Regions from separate parts of the Anas platyrhynchos genome. Here region 1 is linked to region 2. Evidence: chromatin contacts called from public Hi-C data. All regions are on one chromosome and are shown on one strand. The core of a region is the stretch at or near the end of the contact, and the rest is flanking DNA. Distances in the headings are between cores, read along the strand shown. Region 1 overlaps SLC1A2 (solute carrier family 1 member 2). Region 2 overlaps PDHX (pyruvate dehydrogenase complex component X).

Region 1 (2,700 bases), core at 159-2,658, 260 kb after region 2:
CAACATCACCTGGGATGACAAGTGTGGAAAACAGAGAGTTTTGTGTTACCTGACTGGCTACTGAGACAAGACAACATAACTCACTTCTGTCCACAGTCACAGATCCTGTGTAACAGCGAGCATACCTTACACCTTGGTTCTCCATCTATAAAGATGAGAACACATTACTTCCAAGCTGTCTCTGATTCCTCTGTTTAGACAAGAAGATAAATTAGGAGACATTTATCTTTCAGTACATATTTTAGCCCCAAAAGGCGCCTCTGAGGCATTCTGGTATCACAGGATTACTAATACACGGCTTGGAAAAACAACACCTCCTTGTGGCCACTCTCGATATGCCACGGGTGCGAAGAGCGGTTGCCAAAACTATCGTTTTTCTTGAGAATAAATAGCAGGGAAACTGGGTGGAAGTTAAAATCCTCCTTCCCTTTCTTTTCTCTGCCCCTTCAAAATAATGAAGAAACAGTATATGACAGCCACCGTGATTTCCTTATGGTGTGTAAAATTATGGAAATACTTCACTTGGAGGATGATACATCGTCGCTGCTGACCCCAGGGTAATTGCAAGGCATGAACACGCAGGTACAAGACGGGAATTAATTTGTCCCCCTCCTTTTCGGTTCTCAGCCTCGGGGCTGAGTCTGACCTCCTGACTTTGTTGCTCCTGTAACTCCCGTTTGCTGTGCCTGTCCAATTCACGTCCCATTCTCACTGGTCCCTGTCATCAGCTCCTGACCAGCTTTCAAACGAGGACTTTCTATGTTCGGTCACATACTGTCATTACACCAATTTGTCTAGGAGTCTGTGAATGAACGGGTTTCGTGCACAGGCTGAATAGCATGCTATAGAGCTGTGTGCTTTAGAAAATCAGTCATACAGATCAAAGCATATGAAATCTGGATCAAGTGCTCCAGACACAGGGGAAAATCTCACTGATGTAATATTATTGTTCTTCATGTTTTTATTGTTATGGGCTACATATGCTGGCTCCACAAGACGTTTTGGGGGCAGCCTGAAGCTCAAAAATGCATAGGAATAAAGATCTTGGCATTCAAGCCTTTCTATGACTACATCCTAACCATTCCCTTATGACAGGAAAACGCATTCTTTTCTCCTGATTTAGACAGCACGTCCAGATTCACTAGCCCCACTGCTGTTCTGATTAGAAGCGCTTCTCTGTAGGCTGGTGAGTAGGCTAACACCTACAAACCGAGCTGGTTTCAGGCTCCACCGTACTCCTACTCTCACGGAGAGGTCAAAGCGTGGTTAACTGGTTAAACGTGGTTAAAAATCAGAGGCAGGTCCCCGGGGAGCTCCAGCACCGGGCCGGGAGCACGGCGCTCCCCGCCGGCCGCCAGCGCTGCCCTCGGCCGCCCCCTGTCGGGCTCCGGGACACCCGGCCCGGCCGCGGGGGAGCGGGGGGCGGCCCCTCAGCCCCCGGGCTCCAAGCTCAGCCCCCGGGCTCCAAGCTCAGCCCCCGGGGGCCGCGGCGAGCCCTGCGGCACGGGAGGGCGCCGGCAGAGGCGCCCTGGTGTCGGTCAGGAGCCCGCAGGGGGAATGCCTCTGGCCGCGGGGCAGTGCCAGCCGCCCGCCTCACAGCCCCTAAAATGGCGGGCGAGGGACCCGGACTGGTTTCTCGCTCCCTGTCCTAGATTGCTGTGCTATAAATAGCAGCCAGGTGTTAATTAGTTCCCATATGCACGCCTGGGTGCGAGAGCCGTGTGTTTTATCCACGTGCACTCGTAGAGGCAAACCTTTTCTATAGGAAGAGCAGTTCTTACACGGCCAAGGGGCCAGATGCTTCATTAAAAGACTGCTTTCTGCCTCAAGGGAAGCGTACTACGACCGTAGTAAACTCAGAAGGCTGTGCTTCTCTCACTGGAAGGAACCCGGAGCCCTCAGCACTCTTGCCATGACCTGGCAGAGAGCACCACCTCTGTGACAGGCCATGGGCCATGCCCGCCCCAGCCTGTGCTCCACGTGTTGCTCGGGGGCGGCTCGTGTACCCCAGCATCTCCACGGGCCACAGCAGTGGCTCAGGGTCATGGCCACGGCAGTGGCAGCGCTGCCTGCACGCACGTTGGCCTCGCAGTACAAGGACACCAAGACCATGGAGCATGCCAAGAGAAGGGCCACGAAGCCTAGAGCACAAGTCCTGTGAGGAGCGGCTGAGGGAACTGGGGGTGTTTGGTCTGGAGAAGAAGAGGCTCAGGGGAGACCTTATTGCTCTCTGCAACTGCCTGAAAGGAAGAGGTGGGGAGACTTACCTGAGGAGTCTCAGTAACCGGCTGAGGACAAACCTACACTAGCAGTTTAGTCTGAACCAGGTGTGAGCTTCTGAAGCGAATTTCCTGATGGTGCCCACCTGCTGCACTGCGGCTCTCATCACAGAACGGTGCTGGGGCACATGCACTGAATTGGTTTTGGGTGCAGTTACACCAAGAAATGCACTCCAGTAGCACACCAGCGGCACTCCACACACTAACCACTGTAGCGTGGACTTAACCAGGACCAGCTGTTCCTGTTGGGCTCAACTACTTATTCATGTAGGCGTAGCCAATCTCCTGAAAGCTCAGGGACATGGAAGTAGTGTACAGAGTATGATATGCTATGCCAGCAGTATATGGCATCACGGCCACATCTAAGAACTGAGATACGAAGGCACTGCATGGAGACAGCTGTATGCTGTTTATTTGCAGT
Region 2 (2,700 bases), core at 33-2,532:
AGGTGAACGGTCTAAAGAAAACATCTCAACAGTCCAAAAGAAAACATCAACAGTTGTTTTGCAGTATATCTTAAGTCTTGAATGACAATGCACAGAATTTTACAGCCAGATGTTTCTTTTCCAGCCTGGAATCCCCACATCACTCTGTGTCTATTTCAAACCCAGAATACTAAATATAGTATTCTGTTTTGAAGTAAAAGGTCAGCTACATTCCAAGTAGTAGTATGGGCCCTGCAAGTTGCAGTCCATCTTCAAAGAAAGTGGACCATAGGATTAGTTTTCACAATCCTAGGTTTTGTTTGTACAGTTCCTAAATATTGTTGCAGAGCCATGGTGGTAGAATTTTTCTTTCTTTGTGACTGTTAAAAGCAGAGTCATACACCTTGCACAGTCAGTTTGAATGCTGCTCCTCACTTGCGTTTTCCATTATTGAAAAGAGGCCCAACAGTTCCTCATTTTCAGAGGATGCATGCCTTGATTTTTGGATTCTTCCTCCTGCTTTGTCTCTGGTTTACTTTTCCAATACTTCATGTATGCTTGCTTCTGGATCTTGTCTTTTAATTTGCTTAAAGGACCAGAAGGGACCGTATGGTTTGTTGTAGCTGCTCATAACAGGAAAGGGAAAATGTTACAGTACCCCAGATTTGTTGCTCAGTTTTGGGTTTATTCCATGGTATGGAGCATATTGTGGGGAATGGGTCAAGTAACTCTTTACTAAAACAAAAACTATGACACACCGTGTTTAAAAACATATATTTTTCTCATTACAAATGTGGAATGCTTTCATTTTTTTTCAGTGAAGTACGTCCAAGTTCTAGGTAGTCCTAAATTTTTGTGGGGTATGACTTCAAAGTAATTTTTTTGTTGTATTTGATCATCAAAGTTGACTTATCAATTTAGACAAATGAAATGGAAAGCATTTATTTACATAGTGTAAATTTTCAAGTAATGTATTTTCTACTTGCTGTTACCTATAAATGTATTTCAGTGAATGTACATAACATAAAGAAAAATAAACTCATGCTTTAACTTGGAGTGTAAGGAAAAAAAATCATAAATAAACGATTATGTGGTACATGAGCACAGAGAAGAATTCTCAGAGTAATATACATTGTTAATGTAGATCATTTTCATGTGTATTAGCCCAAGATGAGAGCTTGCAAAAAGAAACTTAAAAAAAAAATTCTTGGAGGAAGTTCAGATGAAGACCAGCAGTGCTACCCAGAACATTGTCTGGATGCATTTCTAAGGACTACAGTAATGAATAATGCAACTCTGACAAGTGTTTCAGTATCACAGAAAGAACAGAACAATTTCTAGGGCTGAGTTGGAAAAGGAAAAATACCCTGGGAATAGGCAGCTGAAAGAAATGTGTATTTCTTCATGCAGTCTGCTGGAAACATGAACCATGTATATGCTGGGCTCATTTCCACAGTTCAAGAGTTTTGGGGAGCATGACCCTGATTGTTTTGATGTCCTGGGGACTTTGGGGAATAGATAGCTCACTCTCTGCTCTCTGTGCCTCCTGAAATGGTGAGGTCATTAATGGCTGCTGAGGTTGTTAGATATTTCAATACATTATTTCAATTTTGCATTTTAAAAAATGCATTGTGTCCAGCAATAATGGAAAAACTATGTCATGTCTATAACTCTACATAACCTCTGAAATATTTATGTTTTAATACCTTTTACAAGTTTAATAATTTAATTCTTTCATAATCCTGTAACAGTGAGACAGGCAAGGGCAGATTTATTGGATATATTAACATTAATTAATTACAGAACAGAGGTGGATGCTTTTAAATCCCTTAAAACATTGTGTATTAATTGAAGTTTTCCTTTTTATCTTTGTCTTCTCTGAGATCTTAACCATTAAGTTAGGACTTAGAAGTAAGGATGGAAGCGTTTTCATTCTGGCCTTTTAGCTGAAACCTCTGATTTTATTTCATTGCCTGTTTTATTCTGGACAATGGGAAAAAAACTGGGGTCACTCCTAAGTGTGTAAAGCTGTTCCTGTTCTAAGCAATACAGGAACTGGGAGAAATGTGCTGCTGCTTCCTATTCTTGATAAACCTTAATGCTGCTGACAGGGTACAGAGAAAAGGGGAATATGAAGCAGAATTGATGTTTGCCATTATGTGCAGTGTTCTTCCTATTTGTCTGTTTCTGTGCTTTAACTCGATACAAATTCCGATTAAAAATAATTCAAGAAGAGCTTTAAAAATTGACCAGGCACTGGAAACCTGCTCTTCCAAAATAGCACCTGAAGAGCTGTACTAGTACTGTACTAGTTTGGCCTCATTGCTCTCCGCAGAAGGTCAGCAGGGTATCTCCGGTGTCACCAGCTGGGTGTCTGCATGCCCCTGTGGCACCAGGATCAGAGGGCAGGAGGCGGCGTGCTGGGCATGAGCCCTGCGCTCGCAGTCCCACGTGGGCGTCACGCAGCTGGGTGCTGTGCAGGGCTGCTTCTCCCGCTGTGTTCGGGTGCCCTGGGAAGGTTCAGCTGGCTGGCACGTGGCAGCGAGCTGCTGGCTGCCTGTGCCAAGTACATGTACGTGGTGTGGTGGGGCTGGGGTCTCTATTGCTTAAATACGTGGTGGCACCCTGCAGATCTTTGTGTTTGGCTTGTCACGGGAAGGAAAGGGCTGAGAATTTACCTGGTCCCTCTATAGAGACACCCACGGAAGATCTCTGGAATGA

Evidence for each region. A called contact is a pair of places that touch in the nucleus more often than the background predicts.
Region 1: a contact with region 2 is called in a Hi-C map of subcutaneous adipose tissue, with 2.2 times the contacts expected there. The contact joins two enhancer-like sites. A contact is called at or near these places in 2 of 8 Hi-C or Micro-C datasets (F1 follicle and subcutaneous adipose tissue).

What each region holds. Positions count from the first base shown.
Region 1 is chr5:49,447,178-49,449,877 of IASCAAS_PekinDuck_T2T, forward strand. All of the region lies in intron 1 of SLC1A2 (solute carrier family 1 member 2), which reads right to left. Among named protein-coding and RNA genes, the nearest start is that of SLC1A2, 12 kb to the right of the region's middle. Within about 2 kb of position 1,409, at least 3 of the 8 cell types and tissues checked have an H3K27ac peak or open chromatin away from gene starts, as enhancers often do. A contact at or near this core is called in subcutaneous adipose tissue, where this site is marked.
Region 2 is chr5:49,188,454-49,191,153 of IASCAAS_PekinDuck_T2T, forward strand. All of the region lies in intron 1 of PDHX (pyruvate dehydrogenase complex component X), which reads left to right. Among named protein-coding and RNA genes, the nearest start is that of APIP, 3.9 kb to the left of the region's middle. Within about 2 kb of position 1,283, at least 1 of the 8 cell types and tissues checked has an H3K27ac peak or open chromatin away from gene starts, as enhancers often do. A contact at or near this core is called in subcutaneous adipose tissue, where this site is marked.